2 separate regions of the Mus musculus genome follow, and region 1 is linked to region 2. A link is a contact called in public Hi-C data. All regions are on one chromosome and are shown on one strand. The core of a region is the stretch at or near the end of the contact, and the rest is flanking DNA. Distances in the headings are between cores, read along the strand shown.

Region 1 (7,708 bases), core at 598-3,097, 94 kb before region 2:
ATTACTCAGTGAGAAACACAGCACACTGGACAATAACATGAAATCTATATATACTCAGATGATATGGGAAGATAATATGTAGTATGCACTCTGATCGCACAGGAAATAACATGTAGTCTGTACACTGATCATACAAGAAGCATGTTCATTTGCATATACAGGGGAGAGGCTAATGTTCACAAAGGCTGATAGCGGTCAGGCTGAGTACACAGAATGGCGATTGCATTCGTATGCTCTGCTGGGCTAAGGAACTCCGACAGACCATGGGAAGAGTGTATTGGTGGGGTGGGGGATGAGGGGTATGACAACTATGGTGGCCAGAAAGGTCAATCGGCTTAGAAATCCCTGTACCTTGAGGGTATCACCATGACTCTGCACCTTTTGAGAGCTCCTTTATTTCCAGTCTTTAATTCTCTCTCTGCCATTACTGAGATTTTGAGCTGTGGTTTGCTTTTGTGCAGTTTGTGTTTTGGATATTGGGAACCCCCTCAGAACATCTCTGGAGAGCCAGTTACACTCACGGGTGACTCCTACTGAGTCACAGCAGGCACAGTGGTGGCCTCACATGACTTGTATAGCTGCTGCCCCTCCCCGATTCTGCACTTTGTGTTTCCATGATTGATTCTGGCTTGCCCTCTGGGAAAGTGACTCTCACCAGCTGGGCTTCTCTGAGCATCACCCGGGGTCCTATCATTCCTCTCCTGGGACTTTCCACTCCCTCACTGCCCCACCCTAACATAAACAAATGGCTACCATCCCATTTTACAAGTAAATAGCCAAAAAAAAAAAAAAAAAAAAAAAAAAGGCTCATTTGAGTTTCCTTCCTGGCTACATGGTCAGATGTCCTCATGTTGAGCATTTCTGTGGACTGTGTGCCCCCCCCCCCACACACATTCTTCTGACATGTTTCTTTGCCTTGATGCATCAGGTCAGCAGTTGGGTTTATTTCCACTTAGGTGTCTATGCTATTTTATTACAGAAAGCAGTCTTTTCAAAATCCATAGAGATGGCTCAGTGGTTAAGATCACTGGCTGCTTTTCCAGAGGTCCTGAGCTCAATTCTCAGCAACTACATGATGGCTCACAACCATTTATAATGGGACTCTCTTCTGATGTACAGGCATACATGCAAAGTACTCATATGCACAAAATATGTAAATAAATAACATTTAAAATGTTTATGCTCATTTTATTATATAATCAAAATGCCTATTAATGCTCCATTTTCTCCCATTAAAACTGTACTCACTCAGAGACAGAAATAGAAATACTCCCGGGGTCAGAATTATTAGGATTTGCATTTTTTGTAGCTAGCAATGTTGTCAACTATATAACAATATATCTCTACAGCATCCATGATCTACACTAACAACATAATTACCAATTCACCAACTTAAGCTTAAGTGTTGCCTGCTTTATTTGTAATTCGTAGAGTTGAGTCATCATATTCCCCTTCTCCTAAAGAAGCAGAAAGGAAAAGGAAGGAGTTGTTTCCAATGGTCTCAGATCAACCCAATCATGAAAAGGAATTAAGCAAGGTAAGGAATACAAAAGATCCATTCTCCCTGCTCTAGTGTCTCTGCATAAAACTAGCTCTGGACCTTCCCTCGGCCTCCTAAAGTAATAATCTGCCAAGCTGCAAATTCTGACATTTTTGTATGAACACAAATCTTCAGTTATGGGGTGAATTCAATGTAGACGTGTGCCCAGGCTGGTACTCAGTGTATGTGTGACCTTGGGGGACAGACCTACCTGTACACCTTGCCTAAGGGCCCTCGTCTAGGATGTGGTTAGTACTGTTTGGATTACTCCTCCTGGGGTAGCATGAACAAATGTCTGTCACTCCAGATGGAGCACTGACTATAAGCCAAAGAAGGATTCTACTCAAGGCTCACGTGGTGAACCAGTGAGTTTCCTGCCTTCAGAAGTGTGTGTGTGTGTGTGTGTGTGTGTGTGTGTGTGTGTGTGTGTGTACTTACAGAATCATGTGTGATTTAAAGGCAGCTGCATCAAAGAAAAGCCCATGCTGGAAGGGTCGTTCATCACAGAAACTGATCCCTGAGCTCCTGGCAGCCGCTCACTGCAGTCTCCTGGTCCTAGCAACTGTTGACTGCTTAAAGCAGGCTTTGCAACCCTTACCTTGTGGTGTGTTCTGTTAGGTTCCTGAGCCTGATGAGCTCTGCTTTCTGTACAAGAAGAAATGTGTCAGCCCACAGGAAACAGTTACACAACTTCCACCACCACTGATTTTACTGATTTTAAAAATATAACTTTCAGCTGGACAGTGGTGGCACATGCCTTTAATTCCAGTATTTAGGAGGCAGAAGTAGGCAGATCTCTATGAATTCGAGGTCTACAGAGTGAGTCCCAGGACAGCCAGGGCTACACAGAGAACCCCCCCCTCTATCTCTATCTCTATCTCTATCTCTATCTCTATCTCTATCTCTATCATCTCTATCTCTATCTCTATCTCTATCTCTATCTCTATCTCTATCTCTATCTCTATCTCTCTATATATATATTTCCAAAACCTGCTCTTTACTGACATTCCATGAGACTCTGTCATAGTAAAAGGGGTGCCTAACACCACGTATGATTACGCTCTCCTGAACCTCAGAGGCTTCTGACAAAGTCAGAACTACAGAGTAAAATCAGAAATCCTATATGAGTGGGACTCTGAGGTGAAGGAGAGGTCAAGGCACAGATCTTCCAAGCTCCTGGCGGCCCAGGCAGCTGTGCTCTGCAGGGCAATAGTGGATGGCGGAAGTAACTAGCTGCAGCTTCCAGAAAGATCTGCAAAGGGCATTTCCATTCCATTGCACTAACACTATTGAGGGCCATGTGTTACGAATTTTGTGAGTGTTTTTCTTTTGTGGGTGCAGAGCTGTTTTTATTCACTTGTTTGGTGATAAAATTCACATTTTAAAAAGGCCATGTCACTGGAAGCACAGATAAACCAATCTCATTTAGAAGCACATTCAATGGAAGAGCATATTGTTTTAATATCTAACCGTTGGAAACTAATAAAAAATATCTTAATCCTCTTTCAGAATAGCATATTTATTTTCTTAATTTTCCAAGTTTCGTCTTTAAGAGGCTTGTGTTAAAGTATACCACAGAGACATGAACAGTAAAATCCAGACTGTCAAACTGCAGAACAATATGACTGGTTCACCAAAGAAACTGCCAGGAGAATATAAATAGAGGAGGTGGGGACCAAAGAGATTCAGAGGGAGTGAGCAAGGTGGACAGTAGATAGAGGGACTTGCAGCTAAGCCTGATAACCTGAGTTCCATGCCCAAGACTCACAGTGGAGGAAGGGACCAACACCTGTGAGTTCTCTGAACCTCCACACATGTGCCATGACATGCACATGCATATGTAAACACATGTAGTTAAAGAGACTCATAACATATCTAGGTCACATTTCTAGCTTTAGCATAGAGCAGGACCAGATAAGGAATGGGTGGTACCCAGCCTAGGATGCAGCAGATTGGCCTCTGGATACAGGAACTGTGCATTAGCTCATCCTCTTTCCCTGGGTGTCAATCCTGAACCTGGCGTAACCCAGGATGGATGGGGCACAGGTTTTAGAAAGTGACTGCCTTTCACGAGAGCTGTAACTAGAACAAGGTTATGGGATCAAATGAAAAGCCAAACAGACACAAAGACAGGGCAGACAGAAAGAGCTGGGCAAGTCTAATAAGATCCTAATCCAGTTTCACAGACTTGAAAAACATTGGAGATTTGGGACAATTTCACATCTGAGTTCTGCCTGAAAATATTTGGTGATATAGAAGAGCTAGTCATTAAGATGCTATCATGGAATTCTGGGAAGAAAGAGAAGACAGAAAGGAAGGAGAAACCCTTATTCCTTTAGAGATGTACACTGAACTTTGAAAGAGCAAATCTAGTCTCTTGTCACCTTTTAAGTGTCTGAATACATTAATAGAAGTTTCTTTGTGGATTTTTTTGACTTCCTTCTCTGGCTTTATGTCTTAGGGCGCGGTTGATCAGAACACAAGTTCTATGCACCCTCCCCCCACCCCTTTGGCTACATTCTTTGCTGGGAGCCTGTGCCCTGGTTCTCTGGCTCCCATCTTACCCTCAGTATTTTACCTCTCATCTGGGAAGAGCATCCTGATGCAATCCCCACCCCCACACTTAGCTGGGTTATGCACCCTCCAGGACATCCCTCAAACAGCACTTACTACCCTGTGATATCAATGTTTCTTTTTCTCCCCCTGCTCTATATGTGTGTGTGTTCTGAAAGAGGGTACATTCTCTGTGACTCCCAAAAGTGAGAAGCAATGAGTTGGGTCTTTAAAACAATGCCAGGGAGAGTGAACAAGGTGTAGGCAAGGTGTGAGCAATGGGGACAGAGAGCAGAGGGTCTAAGAGGGTGGCCTGGGCTGTTGCTGGCTGGATTTGGAAAGCTGAAGGCGGTAAGGAGGCCAAGTCCAGCAGGTTCTGTTATGAAAAGACAAGCGAAGATGGTGAGGGACTCTAAGGGTTCCGAGAGGCAGTAAGACATTCCTACCGATACAGTAAGCTTAGTGTGCTACAACGTGGTTCTGAGACAGAGTGTGGAGACACCGCTGCCACAGCAGGATTTATGCTTGCTTGCTTGCTTTCTTCCTTTCTTTCTTTCTTTCTTTCTTTCTTTCTTTCTTTCTTTCTTTCTTTCTTTCTTTCTTTTTAAGTATATGTAAGTATAGTCAAGGACCATGAGTTCCGGTCTCAAATCTGGCACGTTCTCTTGTAATGATTCGAGCAAGCTGCTTACCCTCCTGAGGTTGCTGTTTCTCCATGAAGAAGATGATTATGGCCAGACTTTGTGGTGTACAACCATGATCTCAGAACTTCAGAGACCAGAGCATGAGGAGCCAACGATAGGGCAGTCTGGGCTGTGCAGGTGGACCCTGCGTCATAACCACAACAAAGCACTTAGCACCAGTCTCTGTCAAGTCTGTCGGAGAGCTGAGTCCACATGCACTGCACATGACAATAAGACGCTGAGGATTTGGGAGCTGGGAGGAAACTGACTTAGGATGCCACTCGTTGGTTAGCAATGATCAGAAGTAGGCTGTCATGAGCCGCAGCCATTCAGGGCAGGAGGACTAAGAGAGCCCAGCACAAGCTGCAGCTGCTCTGTGAGGGAGGGGCTGCTCACGTCTCTGCTCACTCTCACCAGATGAGAAGCCAGCTCTATCAGGAGGAAGGCCTATGCTCCGAGCAGGAACGGTTGAGGAGTGAGATCTCGGAACTCACCCAGGAACTTCACCAGAAGGAGGTCACTATAGCAACTGTCATGAAGAAAGCTGCCCTTCTGGAAAGACAGCTAAAGATAGAATTAGAAATAAAAGAAAGGATGTTAGCAAAGCAACAGGTATGCATGCTTGAGGGAGAGCCTCTCCAGGCTGGGCTCCTGCTCCTGCTCATCCTAGCCCTCACTCCACTCCGTCAAAAGCCTTGGCGCCTGGTCAGTTAATGCAACTTACCCTATAAAACCCTGTGCTGTGGACAAAGTACCATCAATGACACACTAAGGTCCGACCAGACAGTGCACACCTGTGTGAGCGGTCGCATGCCAAGGTCCTGCAGCTGTCCTCCCAGGTCACACGACCCTGTCCCTTCCTCAGTCTTTTGCTATAGGACCTTTCCACTAAACTTTATTTTGTAGAAAGCAATTCCAGCTTGCTTGAGTCCCCCCCCCCCTTAATGGATTGTCAGTAGAAAGAAAGCAATTCCAACTTGCTTGAGCCCCCACCCCCCCACTTAATAGATTGCCAGTAGTGTTTAAAACATGGAGGCAGCAACATAGAAACCAGTACCTAGTTACTAGGCATCCACTCAGCACCCAACAGTCCTCAAAGACAAAGATCTTGAGGTTCCACATTAAAACCCAGCAAGGGATGCTCGCGCCTGCCTTCCCTCCTGATGTCTTCTTTCCTTTTCCTTGCTCTAACAACTCTGGCCTGCTTTTGACAGCATGGGCTTTATGGCCCTTTCACTCTAAGTCTAGGTGATTTCAGAGCACAAAGCATGAATCAAGACAATTTCCATAAGAGCAGTTCAATCATGTGTATTTACAAAAACAGGAAAGACTGGGCCTTCATCCAGCCATAGGCCGCAGACTGACCAGTCTGACCGCACACAGGAAACCAGCACAGGGCAGTGCACGGCAGGGTGCCTTGCTGTCGATGGTCAGGGACAACAGCACAAGAACGACTCCCAAGTTCATCTTCATACCACCATGCTTCCCAGACTTTGTCAATGAGCATATATCTTATAATTCACAAAAATAAGTATTTTTAAAGCAAAAGTTTTATGTAGAAATGAGTCTTAGATATACAAAAGAGCAGGCCAGGCATCTAGGCATGCGTCTGTCATCCCAACATTCAGGTAGACAACAGACATCAGGGAAAGAAGAAAAAACTATAAAAGAAAGTCATAGGCACACAGGGAACTCGGCCAGAATACCAGAAGGAACGAATTAAACACCGAAAGCCATATACTGCTTACTGTAAATATTAATTGGGCATTGAAGAAGTGTAATGGGCAAGAGTATTTTCAAGAAGGTTTTTCTTAATTGTGATTATAATTCCTATACATGAGAAATGGAATTTCAGATTTGGTAGGGCAAAAATAAATCATGATTAAAGTGTTTTAAATTTCGCACTGCTCAAACTGGAAGAGAGTCAGGGATGGGGGTGGTGGAGGTTGGAGCAAGGCGGGGGTGGGAGTAGGGGGAGGTCTGGGCACAGGGGGAGGGGGGGAGGGGGGAGGCACAAGAGAACCCGACTGGTGGGAGGACTTTGTTTCCCTCATACCACAGGAAGTATTTGCACCACCTCAACGGGGTTTATTAACATGAGTTTTACACGTGCCTTTTATCTGCTAATCTTTCAGGTTTCAGATAGAAGATACAAAGCTGTCAGAACAGAAAACACACACCTGAAGGGAATGATGGGCGATTTAGACCCTGCACGGTACTTGGTAATACGCTGAATTCATTCCCCCAGACTGAATAGGAGGTGGCTTGGCTGGTCAGGGCTGACCATCAGTGTGGTCACTGAGCATGCGTGCCACGAGCGCCAAGCTGCGCACTGCCTACCACAGTAGCTTGCCCAGTTGGGGCACCTGATTTGGGCTCATTTCTGATCATTTCCCAGACACTCAAAGCATGATGTTGTCTGGCTTTTAATCCTGCAGTTGCTTGAAACCCTATATCCTAGACAGCCGGAATTCGGTGCCAACCTTATGCTCAGAGAAGCCCTCCCCACAAACCCAAATCAGAACGATTTGTTCCGTTCTTGCTTGATTCATATTTGGCTGACTTGTTTTGTGGCTTGTCCCTTTCAACTTGATGACAAGCAGGAAGTTAGCAAGATCAACAGCTCAGGATAGAGCAAGTGTTCAGTGTTTGTTGACTGAATATATGAATTAGCCCCTGGCTCTACCTGTACTCATAAACAACTTAAATGGCTCCAAGCCTCTTACTTCCATTGTCTGATGGTTGGATTTTCGTAGAACTTTTGTTGGTCAAAATATTGAAATATTAGCATTATTTGTTACATTTTCTTTTATTCACTTAGAAAAAAATCCTACCATTATCTTGTTTTAACTGTTCAAGGAACAGAAAGGTAATATTTAAAATAATAATAAAAAAAAAGGCATCATGGCTGCTTAAGCTAGCCTGTTCCTTT
Region 2 (7,672 bases), core at 4,875-7,374:
CTCTTCCACACTCTCCATGGGAAGGTGGGGGTGTGGGAGCAGATTCGCACATACCACCTGTGTCATCTAAGAAAGCAATGGCCTCACTGTAAACAGCACCATCCAAACAGATTCTCCTGCTGACAAACCCCAAGTCAGTGCGTGTTTCCATGTTGCACCCTAGGAGGAACTAAAGAGATCCATGCCTAATATCTGAGCTTTGACAACAGGTCAAATTGGGATTGACATGGTAAGAAGGATGCAAGGAGAGCTGTGGCCTTTCCTACCCTCAACCTGCCATCCTTGAATGCACCAGTTCTGGGCCTTTCTTCACACATATGCACACAAAGTCAAAAGAGAATCCCCTTCAGGCAGCAGAGAAGAGGTCCTTCCCCACAGCCCACTAAGCATCCCTCAGGCAAGCCAACAAAGGGGGCTGGATAAACTCTACCTTCCCAACCAAGGTGCGGCGTGCCAGTGCCTGCGTTAGTGGGAGAGCCAAGACTGGCAGAGAAGCCTGCTCGGTGGAGTCCCTCCGCTCCGGCAAGCAGCCCAGGAATCTCTTCCCTCACTCCCGAAACCCAAACTGTCTCAGTATACAAATCAGATGCCTCATCCAACTGAGCAGTGTTAGCACAGAAAGAGAGAAATCAGCGGTATCCTGGCTAAATGTATATTTATTCTTCCTGCTTGCCAGACCCACAGCCCTGCTGTAGATTTAAACATTTGACAAATATCTTTTCTGATTCTTGGTAATAATTAAAACAAACAGACCCTAATACACACACACACACACACACACACACACATATGCACACACTTAAAAAAAAGCCAGCAAAGAGGCTTTGCTGCAGACATAATAAACAAGAGGTAGGCATGATAGCTACTGTCTGCAGTGCGAGAGCTCTTCTCCAGCATGGGCCTTACTACCCAGTCAAGGATGCTGTCGGTCCTTGTACACCATCGTGGGTGTCAAAAAGAGGCACCTTAGTAAAAGGATGCAAGGTCACCAATTCAAAAGAAAACGTAAGCAGCGAGACGGGCCTGCACATAGCACCCACCAACAGAGACTACTGCACGTGCTGGGAAGCAGTGTGGTGAGGTCTAACAGGTTATCTACCTGCTCCCTCACAAATGCATAGTCCAGATAAAGCCACACCCCACCCGGTCAACTGATCTCCTGCCTGACCAGAACAAGAACAAACAGGAATGCAGTCCAGAAAATGGACAGCCGTAAGCAGGTTCACTACCATCTCTGGCACAGAGTAGGGGCATAAGACGTGTGAACAGCATGTTGCATTTGAAAATTCCAGTCACCCTCGTCCCAGGGCTCAGAATCTGCTCCAGGCTGCAGATTTAGAGGAAGGTAACCTCTCTACTTACAGTTGTTCACTAATCACAGTATACACACCGTTCCTGCTTTCCCCAGCAGCCTCACACAGGCACACACAGAGAACCAAGGACTAACCCTATCACATCTGCTTGGGGATCAGTAATTACTAGAATATAAGCTACATTTAAACCAGGCTTTATCCTTCTAGCAAGTTCCACTTAACTGCTCAGACAGTATTCCTAAGTGGGGCTTGAGAGCCCAACCTCAATTCTGAGAAGCTCCTAGACATAAGGTCAGAGGGTGGCAACAAAGGCCTTTCAGGTCAGACTCGGACAGCTGTCTCTAGCAAGAGCCCAACAGAAGCAATGCCCGCTGCTGCAGGTTCCCTCTCAGCATCTTCAGGACCACAGCTCAAGGCTGTGGGTATGAAGAGCAGGAAAGGTTTCCTCTCTGGACTCCATCATCCAAAGAGACTTAGATCTTCCCATTCATTGTGCACCCTGTGCAGCACAGGGTCATAAGTGTCATGGTTTTTACCTGGGCTCTATCTTGAGACCACTGTATTAATGGTCTCCTCTCCACTAACTTCCATACTCCACACAGCCCACTGAACAATCTTCCTTGATACAGACTTAACCATCTTTCCTTGAGGAAACTCCCAAACCACAAGACAAAGGCTCCCTCCTATCCCCAGCAGAGTGTGCACAGTCCTACCTGCCCAGAAGCGATGTAAACACAGGCCTCGGTTAAAGACTGACTATGTGTTAGACACGAGTCTCTGGGCCATCACGACACCTGTGAGTGACAGCCTATCAAATTCCACAAGCATGCTTCTGAGCCTTGGAGATAGCATGACCAGCCTTTCCCATCCACAGGACACATGTGTCTGTGAGCCATCCCGGCACCGTGCTTTATGGATCACGTGCCATCAGGACTGCTGTCAGGGCCACGGCCTGTCATGACCGTCTAGTTCCCCAGGAGTGAGCACCTTAAGGCTGTCCCCAGCCTGGTTCTGTATACTGTGCTCCTTAGTTCCTCAACAGCTCTGCATAACCAGTAAGAATGAACTCAAGAGAACAGAAGGCAGAGACGAGCTCTGAAGTGTAGAAACTAGGCTATAAAAATGTAAAGGAAACCAAAAGTAACTCATTAAAACAATGTGAGAACGGTGAAGGAACAGGTCAAAATATAAATTCCTGGGATGTTTTAAACCTCATTTGTTTCCACAATTTAAGAGGGTGACATTTTAAAGACTCACAATGAAGCCATTTCCATGATTTAAAAACTATTTCTTTTAAAATATCTTTGGGGAACTGGGAGGTACTTTTATAGACTGACTAGATCCTAATAAAAATCCTGGCGTCCGTCACAACAAACACCCTCTTGGAATTTCATTTCCTTTTCTGCACACAACTGACGACAGAATTTCACTGATGTTGCCACTAAGGCAAGTCACAATCTGCCTACAGCACAAAACTTGAAAGCCCAGCAAGAACGCTTCCAGCACTGGATAGACAGTGGACTGGCATCTGCCTCAGTTCCACTTTAACTACAGTCCCCTGTAGGGCCAGCCGGATTCACCTCTTCTGTGACCTCCCTGCCTCCTCCCTCCTCACCTTATCCAGAAGCCCCACCCCCAAACTCCAATATCTTTTCCTTGTGCAAAAATGGAGAAAAATCTACAAAGTAAGCAAAAGAAAACCAGATATAACCACATCCAACTTCCAACCTGCCCTTTCTGGCTTCTGGTTTTGTTCAGTTCCTTATTGAGTCCATCCGCAGCCCAAGGCCCTGGAATGTTCTGTGTGTGCTGGGCTTGGTGTGGGGAGGCAAAAGCTGGAGGAATTATTCATAAGGACAAAAATGTACTTTAAAAAGCCTTTCTCCCCTGAGGACAATTCCTACTGGAAGACTTAATCAATCCCATTATCTGGAGTGCCTGAGCAAGGAGAGAGAGGAGGGGCCGCCTTCACACTGCCTTTAGTTCACAGGCAAGGGAAAGCAGCAGGCCTCAGGCTTTAGAGGAGCAGACCCCGGGCCAGAGGTGAAGCCAAGGGCTCACACCCAGGCCCGCTAAACTTCCAGGATTGCTTCCTAGGCTGAGTCCAGAGAGCCCTACAGTGCCTAGGGCCCAGCATCCTGGGTCAGAGAGCACGTTGCCTGTCTTCATGTTCTCAGTGAGAGGTCATAACCTTGTACACTAACAGGAATTCCTTTCCCATCACTGCGATCGGCTCTCTGAGTGCAGAGATACTGCTGTGACACAGAACTGTGCCTCTTGGCTTTGCTTCCTCGGAAGCCAGCAAACTGAAGCCCACTCTTCTTCACACAGCCTAAAGAGCATCAGAGGCTCAAGTGGAAACTGTCCTGAAAACATGGTTCTTGCTAATCTAGCCGTCTCTGTATAGTCACATTCATGCATATACACATCACGGATATTTTAAGGACTGAACGGAATTAGTGAAGCCCTGTGTTTTTAAGGTATCATTTCACCACCATCTTAAACTGAAGAGATAGTCATCTACTGCCACTTCCAAGGAACTAACAAAATTGTTTCAAGGATTACTGAGAATGACATGGTCAAATCAAAGCTGATGTAGGTTCTGAAAGCTGAAAATGGAAATGGGCAGGGGAAAAACATTCAGTTATGATAAAGCAAGAAAATCACCCCTCGGGTTGGAGAGAGAGCTCAATGGTTAAGAGCACTGACTGCTCTTCCAGAGGTCCTGAGTTCAAATCCCAGCAACCACATGGTGGCTCACAACCATCTGTGATGTGATCTGATGCCCTCTTCTGGTGTGTCTGAAGATAGCAACAGTGTACTTACATATAATAAATAAATAAATAAATCTAAGAAAGAGAGAGAGAGAGAGAGAGAGAGAGAGAAAATCCCCCCTCACCTTACAAACTAAAGCTTGATCATTAATGAGCTGCTTAGCCCAATTACTGCGATTGCCCTCAGGACCAAAAAACTTTCCCCAGTCCGGGTGAGAGGCTGCCCCAGAAGAAACGGAGGAATAAGATAGAGTACTACATCTTACTGGAATAAGCATACACTATTATGTAAACTATTTGTAGTGGGCTGCACCCAAGCGTACCTCATGCATACATATTTACTATTTGAATGTGGAAGAAATCAGCTTGAAACATCACATGCAATTGGGAAGCCAGCCCACTACATATAGCTGGACCAGAAGAGGTAGCAAGGATGCCGTTACACAGGATACTGAGATGTGGACATGCCCCTCAGGAAGGGCCCCATCAAGCCAGCTGAGCGACCACCCCAGGCTTGAACGCTACAATAAGAAGCAATTCATGCCCATGGATGGCATGTTCAGTATGGTCTCAGCTCTAGAAGCGACTTTATAGCAAAGACCAGTAGCCCATAATACCCACTACCTTCGTGAGTACAGCACTCCAACGTACACCTAGTACCAGTTACGACTTTCTTGCTTTGTGTGTTCAATCTTTTTAGCTCCTGTTTTCTTCAAAGCTATCCTAATTTCTTTCTGGGGGCAAGTAGAAACATTTGTACACATGAGAGACTGCACGTCAGACAAGGCTACACTTCAGGCTATCCTCGGAAACCTCCTCCTGCCTTCTGTAAATTATCTGGCTTTTTTCTCCTATTGCACAGATTAGAACACTGAGGTCCATAGGGCTCACCCAAGGTCATGTCCTGCTGACACATCTAGACTCTCGCAACGACTCAAGAGGCCCATGGCCTGGGCCCACAGCTATGCTCCACTGCACTCAAGGAGGCATGGAGGTGATTTGAATACTAAGCGTATTGGGGACGGGCCATCAAGTTCATCAAGGGGCACCACATAGGTTGTTCTAATAACGCACGGGCATCTGTTGAAACCTTGTTTGGGAAGTGGCCAGCGACAGACAGAAAATCAGAGGCCATGTCTCCTAGCCACACACTATGCCTAGATGTGCTGTGCAGCTTTGAGAAGCTGCTGGCCCAGCCCGGAGAATCTCTTAAACGCTAGGGGGCCGGGAGTTTCGCACTGAGCCGGGAATGAGAGGTTGGGTGGGTGTGCGTGCTTCATGCGGTCCCATCCCACTCTCTTCAAACACCCTGCACATACCGTCCACTCCGCGGCCCGCTCAACTTCCCCAGGACAAACGCACCGCAGTGTGAGGTGGAGGAGGCACCGGGAGGGGTGGTCCTGGAGCCCGCGACGCAGCAAACCACGCTCAGCTCCTTCCCCACGGGGACCCCGAACGCCACGAGGGGCCCCCAACTCTCGGCCGGGCCCCTGGGCCGCAGCGGGGAAGAGGCCAGCCCGTCCCCGCCGCCCCGCTGGGTTCTCCGCCACCCGCCGCCACCTGCAAACGCGCGCCCCTCTGCGGGCCGCGCGTGTCCCCGCGTGTCCGCGCGGGGCCGCCTTCCCACGCGGGGCCTCGGCCGCCCGCGCCGCACTTCCCGCCCGGCCCCCGAGGCCAGCGCGCCGCCCCAACTTTTCCCGGCCCGGCCCGGAAGGCGCAGCGGTGAGCGCAGAGCCGTCCCGCCCGCCAGCGCGCTCCACCCGCGGCGCCCCTGCCCCCAGCACCAGCACGCGGAGGCCCCGCTCGGAGCCGCGCGGTCCCCGCAGCCCCCGCGCCCACCTGCCGCCGCCGCGCACGGCCGGGTACGTGGCAGGGGCCGCCGCTCGCCCGCCTCGCCTCTGCTCGCGCCTCGCGGGCGGCTCCGGGGCGCGGGACCGCGGCTCCAGGCGCCCTCTGCCGCCGGGAAGCCGAATCCTGCTCCCTAACCCTAACGCGGGGCCGGGCCACGCGGCACCCTGCACCCTGCGGACGCCCGGCAGGCCAGGCCGCCTAGCCCGCCGGAGGAGGAGACGCACGCGTGCGGTCACGCCCAGAAGGCAGCCAGGCCTGAAGCACCCTGTGTCAGGGAACCCGTAAATGGCAGGTGGCGGTCTGGGTTGCAAAAGCGAAGTGCTTTCTTGCGTGCTCCACTGCTAACAGGCCAGGTGCACTCAGATGCGCCTCCGCCATTGTTGAGGGGAGAAGGGGAGGTTTAGGGTCCCTGTTCTTGAAAATGGGTATCAGGTTCTACATGGCGGTCCCGCCCTGTCAAGCGGACTGTGACCAGAAGCACTGGCTTCCCCACGAGGTCACCCTTGAAGAACTGTGTTCAGGTAGCCCTTAAGTACATCCATACCTGGCGCAGGTTAGAGAACAGGTTAGTGTCCAATGGCGGTAGTTTGTTCTGTGACCTGTGCCTGGGGTTTATGAGGAAACAAAATACAATCACAGATCTCCTCCCCTAAGGGAATGTTCTGACCTGGGTTTGTTTATTTATAATGTTCAGCTTGTTATAAATAAAATGGGACTCCTTGTCCCTTATCAGTATTAAAGCCCCATAAGGCCCTAAGCTAAATGTTATTAAGGACTTTTAGCCAAACACATTTGGGTTTTAAATCAACCTCTTAAAAGTTGAGACGTCTTAGGAAAGCTAATCTCCTTTTGCCAAAAATGAACTCATCCGTAAGAGTCATAAAACCTTCTTCCTGGTATAGTCATAAAAACCTACTTGCCGGTGTTATATTTGAAGATATACAGAGATCATATACAGCGCTTAGCATAGCCCTGCCTGGTACTCATTCGTATTGTTACTCTTCCAGTGCAGGGCGAAAATACACATGTAAGAAGACTACTGGGGATCTAACGAGATGACTCAGTAAAGTACCTACCACCCAAGCGTTAGCACCTAAGTTCAGATCCCTGCACCCCCATAAAACCTAGGTATAACATCGAGAGAGAGAGAGAGAGAGAGGGAGAGAGAGAGAGAGAGAGAGAGTGTGTGTGTGTGTGTGTGTGTGTGTGTGTGTGTGTGTGTGTGTGTGTGTGTAATCCTAGGGGAGACATTCAGATCCCTGGCCAGCCAGCCTAGCCAAAGGCTGAGGTCTAGGTTCCGTGGGAAACCCTGTCTCAAGAAAACAAGACAGCAAACCATGGAGGAGAGACAGTTGATTTCCACATCTTCAGGCACTTGAGGATACGCACAGAAAGAAATAAAGGCTATTTTTTAAGGTTAATTTTGTTTGAGGCATTGGATCCCCTGGAATTGCAGTTATAGGAGGTTGTGAGCCACTTGTGGGTGCTGGGAGTGAAACTCAAGCCCCCTGGGGGAGTAGCAAGTGTTCTTCTGTGCTCTCTCCAGCTCCTAGGAAGGCTATTTTCCCCCCACTGGGGACAACCTTAACACCACAGGTGGTGGCTCAGTCACTGACCAGCAAGGTCAACCTTGGAAACAGCTGTCTCAGTCCCTCCTCCCCTGAGTCCTGGTAACACACTGATTTGTTAAGAGCTGAGACTGTTGACCTGGTTGTCTCCAGAGCTTCTGTGACC

Evidence for each region. A called contact is a pair of places that touch in the nucleus more often than the background predicts.
Region 1: a Hi-C map of CD8 T cells shows a contact between it and region 2, with 2.1 times the contacts expected there. The contact joins the enhancer-like site here to the promoter of Smco4 in region 2. A contact is called at or near these places in 6 of 39 promoter capture datasets (the 3T3-L1 cell line, 3T3-L1-derived adipocytes, the HPC-7 cell line and 3 more), 10 of 484 Hi-C or Micro-C datasets (CD4 T cells, CD8 T cells, Th1 cells and 4 more), 1 of 115 datasets of contacts at active chromatin or transcription factors (large pre-B cells) and 3 of 9 other capture datasets (adipose tissue, liver and pancreatic islet).

The regions. Positions count from the first base shown.
Region 1 is chr9:15,581,815-15,589,522 of GRCm38.p6, reverse strand. Deup1 (deuterosome assembly protein 1) reads left to right here. Exons shown (of 14, transcript NM_001373917.1): 9 at 1,432-1,537; 10 at 5,194-5,388; 11 at 6,912-6,998. Among named protein-coding and RNA genes, the nearest start is that of Gm39295, 29 kb to the left of the region's middle. Within about 2 kb of position 1,847, at least 16 of the 459 cell types and tissues checked have an H3K27ac peak or open chromatin away from gene starts, as enhancers often do. A contact at or near this core is called in CD8 T cells, Th1 cells and regulatory T cells, where this site is marked.
Region 2 is chr9:15,491,884-15,499,555 of GRCm38.p6, reverse strand. It overlaps Smco4 (single-pass membrane protein with coiled-coil domains 4), which reads right to left and starts at 6,124. Exons shown (of 3, transcript NM_001359604.1): 1 at 5,927-6,124.